Regions from separate parts of the Rattus norvegicus genome. Here region 2 is linked to region 1. A link is a contact called in public Hi-C data. All regions are on one chromosome and are shown on one strand. The core of a region is the stretch at or near the end of the contact, and the rest is flanking DNA. Distances in the headings are between cores, read along the strand shown. Region 1 has its middle 110 kb from the start of Grhl2. Region 2 holds the start of Grhl2 (grainyhead-like transcription factor 2).

Region 1 (2,623 bases), core at 88-2,587:
TGTGTGTGTGTGTGTGTGTGTGTGTGTGTGTGAGAGAGAGAGAGAGAGAGAGAGAGAGAGAGAGAGAGACAGAGACAGAGACAGGGGAGAGAGACAGACAGACAGAGATACAGAGAGAGACACATTGAGATTGATTTAGAGCTCTCAAATAGAAACCTCTTTAAAAATCAACTTGCCCTAGGTTTCTATGCGGACTGCCAGCCATTCAGGTCGTATTGTGACTTAAATAGATACTTTTCAATAGCGGTAAGACATGAGAGCACAGTTCAACCTCAGCACTGTTGACATTTGGGGCTGGAGAATACTTTGATGTGGAGAGCTGTGCACTGTCAGATATTCAACCACTATTCTGATCCCCACCTACAGTAGCACCCCAGCATGTTACCACCGCTAAGCATGCCTCCAGCTTTTGACAAAGGTCTCATGAGGGCCACCCCAGCTCCCTGATTAAAATCGCTGCTGAGAAGGAACAGAGTTCTTGAGGAAAGAAGAGATTTTGTTTGCTTGCTTGCTTGCTTGTTTGCTTGTTTTGCAAGACAGGGTTTCTCTATGTAGCCCTGGCTGTCCTGAGGCTTGCCCTGTAAACCAGGTTGGCCTCAAAATCAGACATCATGAGTGCTGGGATTAAAAGCGTGGACCATCCTCCACCCAGTTTAGGAGAAGAAATTTCAAAGCAGACAACGTGGAAGCTCTTAGGCCTGGTTACTACTGATACCCCATTTGCATCTCCGACTCAAACTCCACTGTCCTTTTAACTTTTGTTTGCTTGTTTATTTGGTTTGTTTTTAAGATAGTCTCACGATGTAAGCCAAGCAGACCATAAATTGACAGCCATCATCCTGACTCAGCTTCCTGAGTGCTAGGATTTCAGGCATGAGGCAGCAAAACTTCCTGTCGCAGAGATGAGAGACACGCGCATGCTCTGCATGGAAGCTGCCTTCTTCTCAGCTCTTACTACTTCCAAAATATGAAATGTTATACAGTGTAGATTATCCTGAGACTCACCCCCACTGTCTAAGTGACTAGGCTAAAGAGCCCCACCCCTACATCCTTATTCCCTCCTCCCAGCCCTGTTTCATCAAGATAACGGATCTCAGTACCGCTGTGTGAGAGGATGCAGGCAGGGGAGCCGCCCCAGGGTGCAGTCCCCGGCCCAGCTCCCGCTCGCCCGAAGCTGCCCCGCACCCCACGGGCCGCCATCTTGCGGTGAGACGAGCCATGTAAACAAAGCTGGGAGCTGGGCTGGGATTTAACGGGGGATGTGTGCCGGCTTCCAGCGCTCCTCCGCCCACAAGCCTCAACCACTGTACAAACTGAGCATGACTGTTTGCTTAGTGGCTTTATTGACTCAGGTCCCGCCTCCCGGGCAGGTGGCCTGGCGGCCACTGCGTCCTTGTTCCGCCTGGCTCTCCCCCAACGCCACCGCGGCCTCCCTGCTGAGGCGGCCTTTCTTTATTTCACTTCAGACCTTTGAAGAGTCAGGCTATCAGCTGACTCAGGTGTACTATTTCATTTTTAAACAGGCATTATTCGCTCTGGTCGGTATTTTCAGCTAGCAGAGGGTTTGTTGTGTAACAGGTACTTTTTCCTGGTCCCAGTTGAAGAACGTTTGGCTGAACTCTGCGGGGTTGCCCTGGCTCTACAGCGTTAACTCTTTGTGACCCCGGGGCTTTATTTGTCAGTGGCTTCCAAAGAGACCTAATGGGTCATTAAGATGGGCTACAGACCATCTTCTAACCAGCCAGGAAGCCTGGCTTCACTGCGGATTAGGCACAAAGTGACAGCTTTGAAAAAAAAGGAAACACTGAAAAAAAGATTTTCCTCGTTCATCAGGACAAAACTGTCAATTATTATATCGCTTTCTGATGTGCCTTGCTAGACAGGGAAAGGGAGGGCCAGAGAGGTGGTGTGGCTTGCTCTCAGTCCCGGAGTGACTGCAGGCAGAGCATGAAATGGAGCTCAAGTCTATATGGTTCTAAACCCAGTCACGCCTCAGCTTTCTATGACAGAACACTATATTCTGCCACTCATATCTGAGAAAAGGGAACCTCACCAGACCCCAAGTCAGGCACTAGCTAGCCCATGGGGTGTTACGGGTAGTGTGCTGCGCGTCTGCCCACAGTCAACTGGCAGTTTCTGAGCAGTGTGGAATGATAATTCTCTCTTCTCTGTGCCAGAACTGCCCTTGCACAACTCCCTTAATCTTCCTTGTCAGAGAGTTGAATTCGTGTGGCACACACATAGTAACATGCACCCCGTACACAAATCGGTATGTATGTATGTATGTATGCATGCACAGACCTACACTTCGACCATATGTACCCATGCCTTTTTAAAAGAGTAGCCTGTTACTTTTTTATTTTATTTTATTTTTTTTTCCGGAGCTGGGGACCGAACCCAGGGCCTTATGCTTGCTAGGCAAGCGCTCTACCACTGAGCTAAATCCCTAACCCCTGTTACTTTTTTTAAAAAGGATTTATTTATTATACACACTGTAGCTGTCTTCAGACACAGCAGAAGAGGGCATCAGATCTCATTACAGATGGTTGTGAGCCACCATGTGGTTGCTGGGATTTGAACTCAGGACCTCTGGAAGAGCAGTCGGTGCTCTAACCACTGAGCC
Region 2 (2,623 bases), core at 60-2,559, 110 kb after region 1:
AATCCCCCCAAACCATGTGACCTGCAAAAGTTTTAATACAGAAGTTGTGTCAGGCCTGACAGCTTCGGCGCTCCAGTGCTGACTTGACATAAGACGTGGCAAAGCTCTCCAAACCCTCCTGTGTTTCCACAATCCGCACGGATAGGCTAGGTCCCTGTCAGAACTTCCACAAGCGATTATAAAGTACATCAGGCTACTTCGAACTGTTCCGGAGCAGAAGAGAAAACCACACAAACAAGTCAGTTTCATCCTGCGTTGTTCCCCTGGCAACCATATTAAACTGCAAGGATAAAAGCGCCTTTGTAGTAGCTGCTTCTATTGAATTACAATGTAAATGTTGATGCTTGCCTAGAAATGTCAACCGGCGACAGGCTTATGGAACAGATGCAGTAGTTGTTCCGCAGTGCAGGAATCCCAGTCTGCGGAGAGATGCAAAAGGTGCGCCCGGGCCATCTTAAGAGTCTCTTCAACCGAATCTCCTTTCTCCATCAAAGCCTCGCCGCACTTCATAGATCCAGCTCAGGAAAGGTCGCTCGACTGTTTGAAAACTGAAAACGACCTGCTATCTTCTATGCATCAGAGCACGAGAAGAGTTTGTTGTGGATAAGAATGCTAACAATGCAATTACGCAAGAGACCCGGCAATCTCTGTTTCTTTCCCACTCTTAGCATAGCGTAACTCTAGCTCCCTGACTCTTCTGCCCGTCACTCAGTTCTCGTCCAGCGGGTGTCAAGTGGCAGGTGGTGAACTGGCCATTTGGTTCCGGGTGGCTTGTTGATTCCTGGGTTCAGCCCTCGATCGTCCTTCGGTTTGACCCGCAGTACCTAGTGTCTGCAGGCGGTGCTCCCTGCTCCTTCTCTCCCATCACCTCTACCCCAGCCCCTAGTCAGGGAAGAAAGTCGAAAGTGGGTAGAAGTCAGCTCGCAGAGTCTCCAGCGTGTCACCGCTCCACTCAGGTAAACTTCACAGTGAGTGACCTGCACTTGGAGAAGGGCCTTACCTGAGCGCGCCTCTACCAATGGCAGCTCACCTGAGGGAGCTCCGTAGCCAATCACCGCGCAGCTCGGCCCTCGGGCTTGTACCCTTTAGTGAAAGAATTCAGCGCCTTGCGAGAAAGTTACCTGTGGCCGCCCAAGTCCGCCACTTTGCGCTCTGTGTCTGCCCATTGCCGCGATCCGGGAGGACTCCGCGCCGCCGGGCCGCCTCCGAGCGCGGGCCCCATGTGAGGGCTCCCTCCCCCCCATCCCACCTTTCCGGCTAGGTGAGGGCGCGAGCGAGCGGGCGAGCGAGAGTGGTGAGGGGGGACGAAAGCAGAATTACCTGTAGCTCTTGTTCTGCCATCTCGGGCGCTCTCACACACCTTCACCTGCACAGACTTGAAAGTCCAGTTTCACCAGAGGCTGAGGCTCCAGGAAAAGGGGAGCGAGTTCATTGGATCAAACATGTCACAAGAGTCGGACAAGTAAGTGGGTCGCACGCGCCGGCGGCGGCTGCCGCTGCCCCTTTGGGCTGATGGCAACTGGTTTGTTATTTTTTTTTTAAGTCGCTATTGTTGGATTTTGGTTTTGTATTTTTTTCCTCTCTTTTTATTTTTTTCTTCTTGATGGATCCAGACCCTCTAGGATTATATTTCTACCCTGATTCAGGGAAGAGACCCTACACGAACGTGAATGTTTAATACTTGTTTTTGGGCCTTGCTAGTAAACGTGGGTTTTCTTTGCTTCCTCCCCGACGAATGAGCTCAGCTCCCACTTCCCCGACCGGACGGACCCTTGGGCACTGATTGAGGTTTTGGCAGATGGTGGCGGGAGGCCTGTAGTTATTCCCTTGCCTGGAGGTGCTCCCCAGCCTCAGATTTCCTGGGCCATTTGGAAGTTCAGTAGACTTCCTTCGATTAGGCCAAAGGGCCTGCTGGAAAAGCGGTCTGGGCCGCTTTTGTGTGCTCTCAACAAAGGGCTTTTATGCGATTGCAGACACGGCCATCTTCCCCACTGCGGCGACCTGGGGTGCATGTGCACCCCAGCGCGGGTCCCCGACGGGACGGAGGCGCGGGCAGGCCGCGATGGCGGGTCCCTGTGTGTGCTTGCTTTTCGTTCCCTCCCGCCCCCCACGCAGTGTCCAGCCACCTCGCGCAGGTGTGGGGCAGGACCTCTCGGGAGTGGGGACTGATTTTGAGGTCGGGTACGAAGGGGCGCCCACACTTAGGCTGGTCTCCCTGCGCCCCGACGTCGTTGGCTCGTACGCGTCCGATGACCGCGCGGCCCACACTTTGGAGGCCGCCACCTCGGGCTTGGGGCTCAATCGGCCTTCGCAAGGGCTGTCGATGGCAGAGGGATGGGGGAGGACAGTGGTGCACGGGGACTCTGGGTTCTCCGCGTCCTCGATCGGAGTTCTGGACTGCCGGGGAGCCGCGTGAGCCGCGGGGCGCGGGGCCTGGTCCGTTGCGGTCCCCGCCTTGGGGACGGCTTTGTGCGAGCCGGGGGAGGTGGGGCCGAGGGCGGGAGCGGGAGGGAGCGGGAGGTGGGTCCCGCTGCCCTCCTTCCATTCGGTGGCGACACTTCCTTCCCCCTCCTCCCGGGGCGTCCTAGGCCGGGAACTGGTTACGTCCTATTGGAAAGGCTCA

Evidence for each region. A called contact is a pair of places that touch in the nucleus more often than the background predicts.
Region 2: a Hi-C map of mammary epithelial cells shows a contact between it and region 1, with 3 times the contacts expected there. The contact joins the promoter of Grhl2 here to the enhancer-like site in region 1. A contact is called at or near these places in 3 of 12 Hi-C or Micro-C datasets (frontal cortex, hepatocytes and mammary epithelial cells).

Annotation. Positions count from the first base shown.
Region 1 is chr7:70,178,219-70,180,841 of GRCr8, forward strand. No RefSeq gene overlaps it. Among named protein-coding and RNA genes, the nearest start is that of Grhl2, 110 kb to the right of the region's middle. Within about 2 kb of position 1,338, at least 63 of the 93 cell types and tissues checked have an H3K27ac peak or open chromatin away from gene starts, as enhancers often do. A contact at or near this core is called in hepatocytes, where this site is marked.
Region 2 is chr7:70,284,201-70,286,823 of GRCr8, forward strand. It overlaps Grhl2 (grainyhead-like transcription factor 2), which reads left to right and starts at 1,310. Exons shown (of 16, transcript NM_001134527.1): 1 at 1,310-1,462. The coding sequence starts at 1,443.